Regions from separate parts of the Mus musculus genome. Here region 1 is linked to region 2. A link is a contact called in public promoter capture Hi-C data. All regions are on one chromosome and are shown on one strand. Each heading gives the region's core, a stretch centred on a gene start, on an enhancer-like site or on the middle of the called end of the contact. The rest is flanking DNA. Distances are from core to core; before and after follow the strand shown. Region 1 holds the start of Chrm1 (cholinergic receptor, muscarinic 1, CNS). Region 2 holds the start of Ubxn1 (UBX domain protein 1).

The links. Promoter capture Hi-C pulls out the DNA fragments that hold promoters and counts their contacts.
Region 1: a contact with region 2 is called in a promoter capture Hi-C map of neutrophils. The contact joins the promoter of Chrm1 here to the promoter of Ubxn1 in region 2. A contact is called at or near these places in 2 of 39 promoter capture datasets (cranial neural crest and neutrophils) and 1 of 9 other capture datasets (liver).

Annotation. Positions count from the first base shown.
Region 1 is chr19:8,662,712-8,665,411 of GRCm38.p6, reverse strand. It overlaps Chrm1 (cholinergic receptor, muscarinic 1, CNS), which reads right to left and starts at 1,407. Exons shown (of 3, transcript NM_001112697.1): 1 at 955-1,407; 2 at 412-503. 9830166K06Rik (RIKEN cDNA 9830166K06 gene) reads left to right here and starts at 2,077. Exons shown (of 3, transcript NR_045314.1): 1 at 2,077-2,671.
Region 2 is chr19:8,870,272-8,872,971 of GRCm38.p6, reverse strand. It overlaps Ubxn1 (UBX domain protein 1), which reads right to left and starts at 1,424. Exons shown (of 9, transcript NM_001362044.1): 1 at 1,216-1,424; 2 at 1,060-1,113; 3 at 858-964; 4 at 685-754. The coding sequence starts at 1,274.

The DNA.
Region 1 (2,700 bases), core at 158-2,657, 210 kb after region 2:
GCAGGGGTCACTGAGCCAATGGGATGAGCTGCAGATAGATGTGCACTGTAAGAAGAACTGAACCCCTCTCCACTGGCGCTAAGAACCTCTAAGGTGAAGAAATTTCCATGAGCCAACTGCCCCTTCTCCAGACACCTGTCTTAGAGGTGGCAACTCCAAGAGTCAGAGCCTCTGGATTTAACTCATCCTTACTGGAGTCAGGGAACATGTGTGTGCATCAGTACCCTTGTATTGCCCGAAACCTGCCTTCTGCAAGCCAAAGATACAAAAACACAGGGAGGGCCCTCTGGGTCCCCTCGCGTGCCAGGACCACATTGTCTGGGTGGTGTGGCTATCCATGTGCTTATCTGTCTCCAAAGAGCACTGGGGCTTTTTGCCTGGTCTCCTGCTGGCTTCTGGCCCAACACCCACCTTGGCATCCAGCTTGTCCATCTGGCCAGCAGCCTCATTCAATCCATCTTGGGGGGCTGAAGGTGGATAGGGGAGGTAGGATTCAGGGTTTCCTGAAGGAGGAGAGAAGGAGGCTCTGGGACTGGTGTCCCCAAAAGTATGTACATGGGGTCACTCTTCAACTAGGTGCTGGTAGCCAGGGCTGCCTCCTGCCCTTCCCCTTCTGCCTTTAGTGTGCTGGGGGATCTGCTAACCACACAGCCATCTAATCTCTTCTGAAGTCTAGGTTGAGTTTCCTAAGAAGGTCTTTACCTCTTCTGCCAGCTAAAGCACAGAAAAACATCAGATAAATCCACTGAGAAGCAGCAGACAGGGTGTTTGTAGCAGCCAATGCCCACTGCTAGAGAGCCCTCTTGGCCTCTAGACCCCTCCCTGGCCACCTCCCCTTTCAAGAATCCACCCCCATTCCTGTCTCATCCTTGTCCCTGCCCTGTCTCAGAGGACCCTGATGCTTCTGCACCCAGCTCAACACAGCCCCTCCCAAGCCCTTCCAAATGTACTCACCATGGGACCGGAGAGGGGTCTGTAGGGTCCTCAGCTTCAGTGCTTCTCCGGGGGCCTGCAGTGTCTCCTGGGACCCAAACACCTGGCTCCCGGGGGGAGCTGCGCCCTGTGCTGGCAGCCGGAGAGGCACAGCCAGTGATTGGCATGTCCCACCCCCTGGCACGCCAGCCTTGGGGGGGAGGGAGGAAGGGAAAGAGAGGGAGGGAGGAAAGGGAGGAAAGAAAGGGAGGGGGAGCAGGAGGGAAGCCTCAGGCAGCATCTGGGGTTGGACTAAGTCCTGGAGTGTGCCCCCCTTGTCCACAAGGGCACCCACTTTGAGCCTCGAGAGGGAGGAGGCAGGACATGAGGAAAGAGAGCCCAGGAAAGCTAAAAGTCCAAGAGGAGAGAGAAGGCGGATACAGGGAGACAAACACCCACACCCACTGCACACAGACTGGCGGCACACACACACACACACACACACACACACACACACACACACACACCCTCTCACAAAGGCACACTCTGTTTCCCGGGCACCTTCCCCCACCCAACCGGAAAGCCCCCAACTCCTGTGCACCATGTCCCAACACACATGCCCCGACACACATGCCCCATTATTCACATGCCTGCTTCCTTTGCATACCCTCCCCCCATGAACATGCCCACGCGCCCACCCACCCACCCACCCAGCCACACACCCTGCTCTTCCTCCCTGCTGTGAGGGAGCTAAATTCCTTCTGTTTGAAAATGACACATTGGGCCTCACGTGAGAGGTTCCAACTTGGACCAGACCCAGAGGGCTGGCTCACCCACCCTGGGACGGAGTGACATGCCCGCATGCTGGGCAGTGCACTCTGGTGTATGGAAAGGTCTGGTGTGAGGGTATATGTGTATCTGGTTTGTGGAGCACTGGAGAAACTGTGTTTGTTCCATATGCTGTTCAGGGTCCGGCATGTGTAGTATGACATGTGTGCTCATGTCATTATGCAGCCTACGTAAATCCAGGTGTGACCCTGCCAATCTGGAGCCAGAACGCATGTGGGAGCGTGTGTCTGTGCTCAGTGTATGTCTGAGTGTTGCCCAACTGTGGAATTGGCTAATTTTGACAAGTGAGGTAGCATCTACCTCCCTGACTGCTCCACCTCCAGCTTCCCCTTGGTAGACAGACAGACAGGCAGACAGACTGCTCTCCTCCCTGCTTGTCAAACTGTCTCCCCTGACTCCCACTTTAGGTTCACAGGTGTGTACCTGGGAAGTACGAGCCACTCCTCCTCTCAGCCTACGGTTTGACCCTCATCCCCCCTCCCCCCCAGGCTGGTTTGGATTTCTGTGTAGAGTCTCCTTGGAGATAGAGACAACCCCTGGGGGCTTTGTCATAGGGACCTGGGTCCAGCAATGCCCCAATAGAGACTTCCTGGAGAGCTGACCACCGAGGAGAATTGGAAACACTAAAAGCTCCTGTGTGTTTTGCCCCATGGGCTGTGATGAAGCCCTGGGAGGGAGGTGGGAAGGACCGAAATCAAGATTGCCTTTATGGAGGAGAGAAAGCTAAAGGTAGGTTCCAGGTGAGCTCTAAGCTCAGGGTTTTGGAGTCCGGGGCACACCCATTCTTCCTTCTCTCTTCATTTTCCTACCAATGTTGAGACTGGAGCTCAGTTGCCAAAGGAACCAGAAAAGGAAGAAATTGACGACGACTCTGGGGCTTGGGCCAGCAGATACGGGACACAGGTGGCAGGTACGTGTGGGGGCATCTGTACTCTTGAG
Region 2 (2,700 bases), core at 175-2,674:
CTTTTTTTTTTTTTTTGGTTTTTCTGTTTAGCCCTGGCTGTCCTGGAGCTCACCTTGTAGACCAGGCTGGCCTCGAACTCAGAAATCCGCCTGCCTCTGCCTCCGAGTGCTGGGATTAAAGGCGTGCACCACCACGCCCAGCGTGGGTTTTTCTTATTGTTGTTGTTGGTTTTGTTTTTAAAGAAAGGGCATAGTGATGCATATCTATAATCCCTGCATTTGCAAAGGAGAGGCAAGAGAGTTGGGATTTCAGGGGAATCTGCAGCCACACAGGAGTTTGAGACCAGTCCTGAGCTATGTGAGATGTTTCCTGGTGACTTGCAGCACACCCTCAAAACCGGAAAGGTCAGGTTCTATGATCAGACTTGTTTGTATTTGAGAGGAAGGAAGATGACCCATGACCCTTGGTAAAGTGTGTCACTGGGCTATGGTGGCCCAGGCCTGTAATCCCAGCACTAGAAGAATGTGGCTTCGAATTTAGCCTAGGCCGCATACGGGGTTCCAGCGCAGCCTGAGGTACACAGCTGGACTGCGTCTCAAAAAAATAATGCAAGGCACAGTGAAGGCCACATCTCAGCACTCTGGAGGCGGAGGCAGGAGGATCCGGAGTTCAGCCTGGGCAAGAGTTAGGCAGACTCCAAACAAAACACACACACACACACACACACTGAACTTGCCAGTCACCTCTTGGTCTGTTCTTGTCTCTCCTCTTCAGTCAAAATGGGTCTGCTTTCTCCAGCAGCAGACCCAGAGCCTGCAAACAAGCAACCAGGATTAGTATTTAGAATAAGATCATTCTGATTTTCTCGGGGCCCTTTCAAGGTCTCTAGAATCACAAGATGTCTCCCAGTCAGGACCTTCAGGGCCAACTTGCTCTGAGGGCGTGGGTTCTCGTCCCAGGACATGGCTGAGGGGAGTCTCCAGAGGCTCATCCACATCGGGGTCGTCTTCATGCTCCATCAGCCTGCGCGGAGAAAGTAGGCAGGGGTTGGTTAGCCTGGAGGCCACCTTGCCCAGCGGCTCCCAAACTCCCGCCACCCGTGCGGGTCGCCCGCTCACCAATCCATCGCAGCCTCGATGCCCTGGTTCCCTGTGAGGGCCAGAGCCTTCTCCCTGGGGGCAGAAACACCGTGAATAGCGCCCACCAGCCATGGTGACAGTCAGGCCGGCCAGGCCCGCGGCCTCCCACCACCGGCTAGGGGGAGGCTCCCTTACGCGCGTCCCCTGGGAAAGCCCATCTCGATGAGGCTCTCCAGAGCCGTCAGCTCCGCCATGGCGCCCGCCTCCGCCTCCGCGGGGACCTGCGGGGACCAGAAGGAAGACCGCAAGGGTCAGCCCGGGGCGACTCCGCCCGCGACGCCGCCCTCCCGGCGCTCGCTAACTCACGGGGCGGGAGACCCAGGGACGAGGGGGGAGTAGACAGTGAGTGGGGAGAGCGGAGGGGAAGCGGAAGTGCCCGGTCTGTTTGTGTCACGTGGAGGCAGGGTGGACGGGTGCCGAAGAGAGCCAGAAATGTCCTTCCTGGTGGGCGGGGACTTTGAGGAGGGACAACTGACAGGAAGGAGACCCACCCACGGGGAAGAAGCTCCAGACAGGCTTGAGCCGGTTTGCAGGCTTTTAGGATTCTAAAAGAGAGCCTGGCTATGGATCGGCGGGTAAAAGCACCTGCCTTCAAGCCTAATTATGTGAGTTCGATTCCTAAGACCCACGAGGTTGAGCACAGAGGAAAAAGGATTCCTGTTAGTTGTCCTCTGACCTAAGCACACGAGTCGGGGCGTTCATGATAAACAGTAAAAGTTTATCTCTCTCTCCCTCTCTTTCTGTCTTTCTCTCTCTTTCTTTCCTTTTGGTGTTTTGAGACAGGATTTCTCTGCATAGTCCTGGCTGTCCTGGAACTCGCGCTGTAGACCAGGCTGGCCTGCAATCCAATGAGATCCACTTGCCTCTGCCTCCGGAGCGCAGTACTGGGATCAGAGTGTGTCGCCACCACCTCCTTGCATTTTTTAATTTTCCGTTTTCTCTTTTACTTCTCTTTCTGTCTTTTGGCACCAAGACCAGACAGGCCTCAAACTCAGAAAAATCTGCCTGCCTCAGTCTTCCAAGTGCCAGGACTAAAGTTGTGTGCCACCACACCCATCGGTGATGTATGTAAAAGAAGTTGGGAGGAGAATAACTCTTATATATATTATTAGTAAGTTATTTATCAGAGTCTAGGGAGTAGGTCTAGTGGTGATTTGGTCTAGCATGCTTGAGTCTATGTTCATCATCATTGTTATCACTGTCTTTGTTTTTTGAGACAAGATCTCATTATGAAGCCTTGGCTGTTCTGGAACTTTCTAAATGGATCTGGCTTTAGAGACTGATCTCAAACTCAAATATCAGTCTGCCTCTGCCATCCAGAGTGCAGGGATCAAAGGCCAGAAACATCTTGCCCAGCTATCTTTTTTTTTTTTTTTTTTTTTTTTTTTTTTTTCGTTTTTGGTTTTTCGAGACAGGGTTTCTCTGTGTAGCCCTGGCTGTCCTGGAACTCACTTTGTAGATGAGGCTGGCCTCGAACTCAGAAATCCACCTGCCTCTGCCTCCTGAGTGATGGGATTAAAGGGGTGTCTCACCACGCCTGGCTTGCCCAGCTATCTTAAAACCTTTCTTTTTTTAAAAAAAGATTTATATTTATTCCATGTAAGTACACTGTAGCTATTT